Linked DNA regions of Sus scrofa: region 2 is linked to region 1. The links are chromatin contacts, called in public Hi-C maps. All regions are on one chromosome and are shown on one strand. Each heading gives the region's core, a stretch centred on a gene start, on an enhancer-like site or on the middle of the called end of the contact. The rest is flanking DNA. Distances are from core to core; before and after follow the strand shown.

Region 1 (6,223 bases), core at 2,095-4,594:
AGGGCGGGAACTCCTGGAAAGAAAAGTCTTGATAGCACCTGGGAGAGAGCAAACTAACACATGAGAAAAAGGCTAACTGTCAGGAAAGGAATCTCCTAGCTGCCCCTAAAAGGGCAAGTGGTTTCCGCGGCTGAGGTTTGGGGCTCGAGACCCCTGTGGTGCTCACCCACCTTGTAACACTCGTATCTCTCGTAGGAGGTGCCCCCAGGAGACTCGGGGAAGATGTATGGCTGAGGGTGCTGACCGTACCAGAATTCCTCCTCGGCCTGCCTCAGCAGCTGGGTGGCCTTCACCATATCCTTTTCATTCTTGTGTTCATCAAATCGGGCTCTCATCAAACAAGCAAAGTACCGGTATTTGTCCCTTCAACCAGAATGATTGAGAGATTAGAAATGTTTTATCTACTCAATTGGGCAGTATTACCATCTGACAAGGGGCGGTACTTCCGCTAACGCCTTCCAGGTGAGTAGGGGAACTTCCCAGGCCCTGCCTATGGAGCAGCTGCATCATCACGACAGCTTCCTTGGCAGAGTCCCGAACACCAGCAGCAAAAGCTACTGTACTGTTGTCCTCTTAATGAATTTCCTCCTACCTTGTGCTGGGTGCTAAATTCTGGAGATACAAAGATGTCGAAGGCAGGGTAGAAACAATACTGCTGTAACAGACAAACCTGGGTTTGAATTCTGACCGACACCTTAGGCAAGTGTCAGTTTCTAGAAGAAACCACGGGCAGAGATCATTTCTGGGGTTTTGATAGTATTCCAGGCCTCAGATGACAACGGCCTAAAGCAGGCAATAGTGATGGATGGTGACAGGAGAGAAGCACTTAGACTACAAAGCTATTAGAGTGGGCTATCAGGTCAGATTGCTTAGGGCTAAATCTTAGCTCAGCAGTTACTTGCTGTGTAATCTAGGGTAAATTAAAGTAATTAGGCCATGGGTTCCTCCTCCTCCATGACCTTATCGATACCTTAGGGTTGCCCTAAAGACTTGAGAAGGTAAAACATATAAACACACTTCAGACAGTGCTTGGTACACCCCAGGGCCCAGTGTCAGCTACTAATATTATTATATTGGGAAGAGAATTTACAAAAACCACATCCAATTGTACGTGGCAAACAAGTATGTATGTCGTTGGCATAGTGGTTTAGTAGGGAGTTCTTGAAAATAATGCTAAGACTTAAAGCTGAATGATCACTAGGAATACCATTAGCTGAGCCAGGGAATTTGGGAGAAGAACCAAAATGAGGTAGTGAAAAGAGAACAGGTTCCGTTTCAGAGAACTGTAGGTAATTTAACAGCTGGAAATACAGCTCTAGCGACAAATGAGGCTAGGTGTAACAAAGTCCCAGTGTTAGATGGGTTACCCAAACTTTACATAGCAATAACCAAGGGACTAGGACGGACCCATGCAGAACAAACAGCACTTTGAGGGCAAATGGAAGAAAAAAAAAATCAATCAAGTACTGGAGAAAAGATTTTAATGAGACTTAAAGAAATGCTAAATTAGTTTTATCATAGTTACTACTTTATCCTTTCTTCTTAAGACTGAACTTTTTCTAAGATGTAGAAATTTTTTTTTTTTAAGGGCCACACCTGTGGCATGTGGAAGTTCCCAGGCTAGGGGTTGGATGGGAACTGGGACTGTCGGCCTATGCCACAGCCGCAGGAACGCTGAACCCTTTAACCCACTGAGAGAGGCCAGGGATCAAACCTGCATCCTCTTGGATACTAGTCGGGTTGGTAACCCACTGAGCCACAACAGGAACTCCCTCAGATTAAAATTCTTTTTTTTTTTTTTTTGTCTTTTTGCCATTTCTTGGGCCACCCCCGTGGCATATGGAGGTTCTCTGGCTAGGGGTCGAATTGGAGCTGTAGCCACTGGCATACTCCAGAGCCACAGCAAAGCAGGATCCAAGCCGAGTCTGTAACCTACACCACAGCTCACAGCAATGCTGGATCCTTAACCCACTGAGCAAGGCCAGGGATCGAACCCACAACTTCATGGTTCCTAGTCGGATTCGTTAACCACCGAGCCACGATGGGAACTCTATATGTAGAATTCTTGACGGCTCAACTTCCTTCCTTTTTATATAACTGATAATTCTCCATGTTATCTATTTGTTTATAGGTCCATCTTCCCCATTTATCCACTAGTTGCTACAGATGAGAAAGAAGCCTTATAGGCTTATTTATGCATCAGTCAGCATACACCTGGAATGCAAATTCTGTCAGATGAATGAATAAGGAGAAATTAGGGAAGTAATTAATCTTACAACCTTGAACCTGGCCATCTTCCTACTTAGCAAAGAGAAGTAGGTCAATGACTTTACAATAAGCCCATATATGCAATCAAGGATCCTTTCCACAACTCTTCCAGATGTACTCAGTTTCTCATTGTTTAGAGGTTTTTCTCAAAGGCCCTTCTTTGTGGGACAAGGTTTTAGGATTTGGCTAAGGGAGTGGAGGTCTGGCATTCACACATTTTGGGTTGTCACCCCACCATGCATTGCGTGTAGGTCACAAAAATCTGTATGTTTTATGAATATGTTCTATGACTAATCTTAGATGAAGAGAGAGAGATGATGAGAATTCATGCAATGTGAAGATAATAAAAAGGAATGGATGAAGCTAAAACAAGAAAAGCTGATGGGAAGGATAATGATGCTTTGTGGTTAAGACACCTGAGTTTTAATCCTGGCTGGCCACTTACCAGATTCAGGGCCTTGAACAAATTACTCTCTAGCTTCTCTCTCCTCATCTATAAAATAAGGCCAAATAATCCCTAACTCCCAGAGTTGTGAGGACAAGAGAAAATATGCATAGATTATTACTGCTAATATTAGGAACGAGAAGGTCATGAAGAAAACTATTACTTAGTGAACGCCGGAGGCACTTTCTTAATCGACATGCCACCCTCGACACTGGGTCCTGTGTCCATTTTCCTGATCAGAAAAGTGAGGCCTGGGCCAAATAAGCAATTCTTCAAGGTCTCGCGCACCTGCGGGCGACGAAGTCTGCATTCGAACCCGGGTCTACGCGGGGGCTCTGTGGGTCGAGACGTCGCCTTCCACCCCGTTCCCGAAGTCCTTGACACCTCTCTCCCCTCCCCCCGGGTCACTAGGGCCTTTCGGCCTCCGTGGAGGCCTCCGCCTCACCTCCCCGCGCCGTGGGTCCCCCTCTCTCACCTGTGGACGCACCACGACTCCAGGTGGCGCAGCGCCCGCTTATAAAGCCGCAGCACCTTCTGCTGGTGGGTCAGGTAGGCCGCCGGCGCCGAGAAAGCCATGACGGCCCGCTCACCTTCAGCGGCCGCGGGCGCTGCCGGAAAACGAGGGGTGGGGCTTCCCCGGAAGGGCGGGGCGAGCGGCGGCCACTTCCGCTTCCGCCGGGGAGGAGCCAGGGCTGCAGTCATGAGCCGGTTCAAGTTCGTGGGTAAGACTTTTCCTGGATCTTTGGCCTTGCAATCCTCAGGCGTCGCCCACCGCCGCCGGAGGGCCCAGGATGTGAGCTCTCCGGCTCTTTGCGGGTTGAAAGTGCACCCTATGGAAGAGGGCGCGGGGAGGTTTCTGGGTGCTAATAATGTTCAGGATCGCGGTTTGGGTGCTGGCTTCACGGGTGTGCTTATTTGTGGAAATTCACGAGCTGCATTATGATTTATGCTTTTCCCAGCATGCGTTGTATTGAATAAAAAGATAAAAGGAGGCAGAGCTACCAAAAAAACCCCAGAAGGCCAGTCCCTAGCTGACCCTCCATCCCTTCTGCACCTCCCGCCTTTTCCCGTCTCCGCGGTGGAGAGGAGGATAGCTTCGAGGCACCCGTTTATTCGCTAATTCGTGCGTTCATATCGCAGTTACTGAACGACCCTGGTTCGACCCTGGTTTGCCCGGCACCGGCCTAGGAATACAGGCCAGGTCCCTGCTCTGCTGTCATCCCCATCTGGTGGGGAAACTGACGGCATAAATAGCGGGAAGAGAAACAAGTTCTATTACCTGACAAGTACGGTAATCCATTCAGCATGGGTAGAACAAGAGAGGGAAAATGCGACAGAAACTAAAGGAATAAGCATACTTGTATCAGGCATTTACAAGTATGGGACAGTGTGAGAGCTAGGATTGGAAGGGTAACTTGGGACTCGAATGTCTTGATGAGGTTAATTTTACTGTGTATAGAGTAGAGCCTCGCTGAAGACTTTTCACCAGGAGCATTCATTAAGTAAATCATTGAGGGCCAGTACATATTGGGGGCCCTGGGCTATGGGATACAGCAGTGGGTAAAGCTGGGCATGATCCTTGTTTTTGTGAAGTTTCCAGCTACTTGAAGGTGGAAAATGACAGTGATCACATCTCTGCTTTAGTACAGTAATCCTGACAGCTGTTAGGTTTGGTGGGGCGTAGGGAGAGGCAGAGAAGCATTTCAGAGCTTGAACTACGACACCGGAAACGGGAGAGACAAAGAGAAGAGAGATACGTATGCAGCGTTTAGCAGCTGAGTGTTTATGTCAGATAAAGGAGAGAACAGAGATGATTCAGGGTTGGGATAAATAACCTAAATGTGAAATGGAAACGTAATGGGAGTGGCTGGGTGCTACAGCAAGATCCGTTTGGATTCGGTTAAGTTTCAGACTCTTATAGGACCTTTTGGGTAGAGATATTTACTGAGCAATTGGAAATGTCTGGCACTCAGGAGAGTGGTTAAGATTATAAATTTAGATCTGAGAGTTAATTTAAGTGACATTTTTTACAAAGACATTGTACTAAGTATGTGGAATTGTAAAAAGAATCTGGGGAGTTCTGCTGTGCTGCAGTGAGCTAAGAATCCAACTGTAGCAGCTCAGGTCGCTGCTGAGGCCAGGTTAGGCCCCCAGCCAGGTGCAGTGAGTTAAAGGATGCGGTTTTGCCGCAGCTGCAGCGTAGGTTGCAGCTGCAGCTTGAATTCAATCTCTTGCATATGCTGTGGGCGTGGCCACTTAAAAAAACAAAGAATCTCATGGTATAGTTAGTTTTCACACAGGAGGGTCTGTACAGTCAAAAGCAAGGGCAGGGAGAATGTGTTAAGTGCCACAAAAGAGTTTTTTTTTTTTTTTTGGTCTTTTTGCGTTTTCTAAGGCTGCTTCCCACTGCATATGGAGGTTCCCAGGCTAGGGGTCAAATCGGAGCTGTAGCTGCCGGCCTATGCCACAGCCACAGCAACGCAGGATCCGACCCGAGTCTGCAACCTCCACCACAGCTCACGGCAACGCCAGATCCTTAACCCACTGAGCAAGGCCAGGGATCGAACCTGCAACCTCATGGTTCCTAGTCGGATTCATTAACCACTGAGCCACGACGGGAACTCCACAAAAGACATTTTTTTAAAAGGCTGAGGGAGAGCCTTGGGTGGGGTTGAGGGGCAGGTAGATCCTCACAAACTCTAAACTTTCCAGATATCTCAGCCTCTTTACTCCAATCTCTGATAAACTGATGGGGGAGATGGAGTAAGAGCCATGAAACACTTACCAAAGAAAAGACTTTTTTTTTTTCAAGGTTTGTGTTTATAATAAAAAAAATTAACCCCCTGTCTCAAGTTTTGTCTCCTTAAATTCATCCTCTGTGTAGCCTCCACAGTATAAAAAAACATATCAGCTACATTTTTCTTCTCCTTCAAATATTTCAGTCACCATCCTTGGGCCAGCTGAAATGTCTTAACATGGCACACAGAATGCCTTTCTGTGGCCCGGTCCTGCCGCCTTTTCCAGGCTCACTCTTTTTATGCCCTATGAGCCCTTTGGAGGTGCTGTTTCTTGTCTCCGACAAGGTTTTAGAGTGGTAGTTTAGGGCCACTGGGCCCTACCTCTAATATCCTACTGACTACTCTCTTGCCTAGTTGATTTTTCACTTGTTCCTTAAGACTTTATAACTCTACCCTATGTCACATTAGTTTTTAATTAAATATGTATCTGTCTTTCCCACTAGATGCACTCTTTTCAGGCAGATAATCGGTGGTATTTACCTTTGTTTCCTAGGGCTGGTACGGTGACTATTCAGTGGAAGTATGAATGAGTAGGTCAAAGAATGTGTAATTTTAGTACCAAGATGGCAAGAAAATTGATAAAGGAATCTAAACCAGATAAGCTAGAAAAAACTTCTTTAAGAAGATGAATTTCATTGGAATAACTTTTTTTCTGCATAATCCCCTGAGGTAACTGGTGTTTAAATTATATCCATCCCTAATTTTTAAATAA
Region 2 (5,886 bases), core at 1,293-3,792, 150 kb after region 1:
AGCACATTGAGGTTCCCAGGCTAGGGGTTGAGTTGGAGCTGTAGCCACCGGCCTACGCCAGAGCCACAGCAATGCAGGATCCGAGCTGCGTCTGCAACCTACACCACAGCTCACAGCAACGCCGGATCCTTAATCCACTGAGCAAGGCCAGGGATCGAACCCGAAACCTCATGGTTCCTAGTCGGATTCGTTAACCACTGAGCCACGACGGGAACTCCTGATTTTTTTTTAATCTATGTTCAATGCATGTCCATTTACTCTGTGTAATGTCTCATAAGCAAATTGCATCTACATTTTGGTTTTTCTTATTTTCCATAGCAGAAATGAATATTCATAAAGCATACAGCAAACACATTAGAGCAAGCCCCAAGGAACAAGCACTTACCATAGCAGGGTTTTGATGTCCCACTTATTGTTTAAAGCAACTCGCGTGGCCAAGCGCACAGTCATTTGGGACAAGTCTACACAAGGGAGTGGATACCATAAGGCATGATTCACTGGAATGACTACTCAACAACCTAACACACATAGCTAGGAAGTGTTTGATACAGTTATCAAATTTTGGCAATCTGTTCCTAGAGCCCATACACAAAAACTGGTGTCCTGGTGACTGTTGGGAATTCTTACTGAAGAGCTTCTTTCAAACTTCTCTTCCCAGGCCCCACTTCAAGCCCAATGAGTCAGAATCTCTTGGGAGTAAGGGATGTTGGGGGAGGGCGGTAGAAATCCCAAGAATTTAAGACTTGAATAGCTCTGCCTAAGATTCTAACACACACTGGAGGTTGTAGGGTGTTTCAAAGATAAAGTCTCTACATAAACACCTTGCATTTTCCACAGACAACATCCCTGTTCCCCCCAAACTGAAACTGCACACGTGGAAGTTCCCTGGGCCAGGGATCCAACCCACACCACAGTTGCACCTGAGCCACACGGCAGCAATGCCAGATCCTTCACCTGTTTCCCCACAAGGGAACTTCAGAGAACATTTTTATTTTTATTTTTTTAATTAAAAAAATTTTTTTAGGGCCACACCCATAGCATATGGAAGTTCCCAGGCGAGGGGTTGAATAGGAGCTGTAGCCGCTGGCCTATGGCCTACACCACAGCAACACCAGATCGGAGCTGCATCTGTGACCTATACCACAGCTTACGGCAACGCCGGATCCTTAACCCACAGAGCAAGGTCAGGGATCGAACCTGTGTCCTCATGGATACTAGTCAGACTCATTTCCGCTGAGCCATGACGACGGGCACTCCCAGAGAACATTTTAAATTGTCACTATTACACTACTGCACTGCTATCAAATTAAAAAATGTAAACAATGCTTTCCATGTTTAAGTTAGTGAAGTGGTTCTCAAACTTTTGTGTGCTTCAGTGTTAACTGGAGGGCTTGTTAAAATGCAGATGACTGGGCCCACCCCCCACTTTCAGAGTCCGAAGGTCTTTGGTGGAGTACCGGAATTTGAATTTGCATAACTAACAAACTGCTGCCCAAAGGCCACACTTTGAGAACCATTTTGAAGGCAGGAGGATTTAGCGATAATGTTCCTCCTCTGATTCGCATTTATACATCGCATTTACACTATGATAGCATGTCTACTGCATACACTGCTCTTGGGCTGGGTGTAACAGTGCATGTGATAAGGATAGGATTTAGATCTTGATTACACTTGAGCAGATTTATTCTCTAAGTGGATCTATTCTCTAAGAAGACAGGAAGCCTAAGTGTCATGAGACAGGTTCAGATAAAGCTGAGATCTCCTCCCTCAGGCAGAGATAAATGAAAGCTCAGAACAGGAGACCCTATGAACGTATGGGGCCTTGCAAGATGCCTAGGACATGTGGGAATGGGGGAGGCTCGCAAAATATTTTCTGCCTCAGCTGAGAGAAAGAAACAGCCAAACAAACCTTAACAAACACCTGGGAAAGGTCTGTGACATTCTTGCCTCAGGCTCCGGCATTAACAATCTGCAAGCTGCTTGCATCAGAAAGGGGAAAGGTGTTCTCAGCATCAAGGTTTCAGTCTCAGACTCTTCTTGGGAAAGGGGAGAACTGGCCTCACCCTCTCTTTGGAGCTCTCAGAGTAGGTGCCTCAGAGACCCGAGTGTCTGGCGGAAGCGGTGGTATGCATGGACTTGGCAAAGGGCGCCGCTTGAGCTCTTCAGTCCCTCAAAGCCTGAATAGGGCTCTGTGGTTCGGCCGGGGCCAGGCGAAGGGGGCCGCAAGCCGGAGCATCGTTCAGAATTAACCTCAGATTTAAGACTCAGGCCCGGCGCTACAGCGGGCCGTGTCGTAGCCACATTACCTGGCAGAGCGAGTGGCTCAAAGCTCTTCTTCCCAATTCCCCACAGCCGATAGAAACGTGACGGAGGCCAGCGCAAGGAGTGCTAGCCTTCTCACCCTCCACCTTCACGCACCCGAAGCGCGTGCACACTCCTTTCCCGGGGCGGGGGGGGGGAAACCGCGGCCTGCGAATCTGCATACTGCGCCTGCGCGGCCCCGCCGCGCCCCGCCCCTTTCCTTCGCCCCGCCCTGTTACCCACTGTATCGCCGCTAGGGGTAGTGATGGCGTCTGAGGCCTGAGAGCGTGGTTGCTGTGAGGGCGCGGGAGTCGTATGGAGTGGGGACTAGGGCAAGTGAGAGGGTGGGAAAACCAGAGACAGAGGAGGGCGGTGCTGGAGAAGGGCGGCGCGTGGCTGACTCATCCCTCTGGAAGATCAGACTGACAGACACTAACCCTTGCCGGACCCGCCCGCCCGCCCGCGCCGCTTCTCCTCAGCTGGGAGGCGCCCGCCCGCACAGCCCGCCCGCCTTCTCCGGGAGCGCTCTCCCGGCCCGGCTGCCTCAGAGAAAGTTTTTGTCGTCGGAAGGGACTGGAGGCGCCACTGGCCTTTGGGAAGGGAAGGAGGACGGAAGAGGAGGCGACAGCCGCGTGGGCCCGGGGAGTGCATGGTGCCCGGCGTCTCGGCTGCCTGTCAGGAGGACATCGGGGCGGGGTCGAGCTGAGCCCAGCTCCTTCTTCGCGCAGCGGCGCCAGAAATCTCCCTCCCGGGCTGCCGCGGGGGTCCTCGCTCCTCAGCCCGCCATGTCCCGGCTGCTGCCGCTGCTGAGGAGCCGGACCGCGCGCAGCCTGAGGCCGGGCCCGGCCGCCGCCGCGCCCCGCCCGCCGTCCTGGTGCGGCTGCGGGCGGGGGCTGCTGGCGCTCGCGGCCCCGGGCGGCCCCCGGGCGCTGGGTACCCACCCGAAGAAGGAACCCATGGAGGCGCTGAACACGGCGCAGGGCGCGCGCGACTTCATCTACAGCCTGCACTCCAGCGAGAGGACCTGCCTGCTCAAGGAGCTGCACCGCTTCGAGTCCATTGCCATCGCCCAAGGTAAGGGAGGCGCGAGGGGGGCGAGCCGGGGGGCGGGGGCCGGGCGCCCTCCCCTCCCCCACCGGCGCCCCGGGAGGCTGCCCACCGCTCGGCCCGGGCTCCTCGCCGCCGCCCCCCTCGCCCGCCTGGCCCGGCGCCTGGGACGTCCGACGGGGGGAACTTTCCGCCTCCTAAGTGTCCCCGGGGCAGGTAGGACGGGGCGGATCGTGCCAGGGCCAGCGCTTGGCTGGTTCCTCCCCAGCCTCAAAATCGGCGCTTCAGCCCCAATTGCCGACGGATGCTGAATTGATTTTGTTTAGATTGGCTGTGTCCTCCCCCCAGCCCCGCTCCCCCCCGCAGCCCTCCTGCCCCCAAGCCCTTGCTGCGTTCCGGTGAACGTGCAGCCACGCGAGTGGCCTGCAGTGCCTCCTTCAAAAGCGCTGCAAAGCCTAGACGCAGGAAGAAACTTTGTTGAATGATCCTAAAACAAGGTGTATGGGTGTCCAAAAGAAGGGCTGTTGCTTCGTAAGGCGGAGTTGCTCTCAGCTGCTTCTTTGCACAAATCTGTAGTTGTATTCTTTTAAGCAGCCGAAGGAAACATTTTCCTGGGGAATGGAAAGAATGGGTCAAACCAGTATCTGCAGATACATACTTGCAAGCCCATCATAGGTTGGGTGTTGCCAAGTTAAACCCCAGTTTTTGTGGTTTCCCTAGAGGAGGGAAGAATGCAGTAGATAAGGAGGTATTTTTTCTGGAAATCTGTGGCTCTACAGTAAAAAGCAAAAGTATTTTGGATTTATGCGCAAAAATAATTCGGAATGGTGAAAGCAAAGCTATTTTTAAGCTAACATGTTAAAAGAGGATATTTTTAAAACCAGTGCACAATGCTGGTAGGTCAGAGTTTGAGTCCAAGTGAAAAAGCTGAAAAAGTCAGAAAATCAAAAGGATGAAGGGAGCAAATAAACAGTCTTAAAATACTTTTGCCATTTAAATGCGGTGACACAGACCGAATACATTATTATTTTATATTACATTCTGGTGTGTTTGAAAGTGTTTTTTTTGTTTATTTTGTTTTTAAGTATTCCTCTTCTCAAGGTTAGTTGGTACATAAACATTCCATAGATTCCTTAAGAATACATTTATTTGGAACAAGGCGTTTGATTTGCCAGGGGCAGTTGAAAGTACTATGGTCTATGTATGTACCTGAGTGGAGGAAACAATTATGCCTTTTCTGTAATCCTTCTTCAGAAACTTTTTTAGTTGTGCCTTTTAACTGCTTTTTTTTTTTTTTTTCTTTGCTCAGGGAATTGTGGCCCAATTTATAGTATTGGATGATTCCAGACATTGTCTACTGACAATGCTTTTACAGGAAAAATGCAACATCGCAATCAATAGGTTACTAAATGTATAATCATGATATTATATGAAGTCATAATCAAATACTCGCATATTTGTAAGCTATGTGTGCATCAGTTTGGTTTTAAAATACTCAATTCTGAAAATGTGCTTCTTGGAAAACTATAAAGACAGTCCTAAAACTGGAGCATCAGTTTTAGGACTCTTTGTTCATGGGCAAGACGACTTGAACACATTTGGTCTTCATTGAGTAGTTTCTTAGAAATTATGCATTAACATTGTTACACGATTGGAGGGCCTTATTAATATGATTTTATGACAGTTCTTGAAAAGCATGTCTTGTGATACAAATGGGTACATTTACCTCATGCCTTTTACGGTTTTAGCACGTTTTGATGAGGATGCTGCATTTCCCAATGGAGACAGTACTTTAAAATTTAACATGGTTTTAAATATTCTGTAAAGTAGCTGTTAACTTCAGTCAATGGAGATCAGTTAGCATCTCTTACACTCAGTAATATGTGAGTTATATGAGAGAGAAATTGCCAATTTGTCTTTTTTTCAAGATAAATGGAAAGGATATAGGAAACAATGTGGTAGTCAGATGCTTATTCTGTATAAACTAAAGAACTTCACAGTTTTAATCAACTGATTTTGGCAGTGTTGATGACTAAATTATTGCCCTTTGACTCAAATGACACTTATTGATGATGATGCTTTAATATTTGGTATAGTCTTAGTGTTTTCAATATCAATATGTATAGTTTCTTTGGAGATAACTGGGATCATCAGTTATCTACTAAATTACCCTATTCATTAACCATTTAAGGTGAAGGGGCTTTATTATGTTGAGAATGCATACCGCTCATTCTATTGCTGAAATCAGTTTTTCTCCCCAGACAAATGAAAAACTCCCATGTTTTTCTTTTATTGTTCCTTTTGAATGTTTTTATTTTATTTTTTTTACCCTCCCCTCCCCTTGAATGTTTATAAAAACTCAACCCATGTGCTAAATGTGTATGTACTAAGTGCACTTTCTAATGAAATAAATTCTGTTAAAAGAGCTGTTTCTCATAATAGGAAGTTTGTGTTCTTGGGATGTGTGCTTGTATCATCTAATGAAGTGTTTTGGATTTGGTATGGAAACATTCATTACAGGAAAAAAAATCTCTACTG

Evidence for each region. A called contact is a pair of places that touch in the nucleus more often than the background predicts.
Region 2: a Hi-C map of heart right ventricle shows a contact between it and region 1, with 4 times the contacts expected there. The contact joins the promoter of TMEM65 here to the promoter of NDUFB9 in region 1. A contact is called at or near these places in 2 of 47 Hi-C or Micro-C datasets (embryonic fibroblasts and heart right ventricle).

What each region holds. Positions count from the first base shown.
Region 1 is chr4:15,109,937-15,116,159 of Sscrofa11.1, forward strand. NDUFB9 (NADH dehydrogenase [ubiquinone] 1 beta subcomplex subunit 9) reads right to left here and starts at 3,345. Exons shown (of 4, transcript XM_013996497.1): 1 at 3,189-3,345; 2 at 171-363. The coding sequence starts at 3,289. TATDN1 (TatD DNase domain containing 1) reads left to right here and starts at 3,410. Exons shown (of 12, transcript NM_001244525.1): 1 at 3,410-3,435. The coding sequence starts at 3,414.
Region 2 is chr4:15,260,858-15,266,743 of Sscrofa11.1, forward strand. It overlaps TMEM65 (transmembrane protein 65), which reads left to right and starts at 2,543. Exons shown (of 8, transcript XM_021088951.1): 1 at 2,543-3,375. The coding sequence starts at 3,087. It overlaps LOC102157933 (a long non-coding RNA gene), which reads right to left and starts at 2,453. Exons shown (of 7, transcript XR_002343112.1): 1 at 1,910-2,453.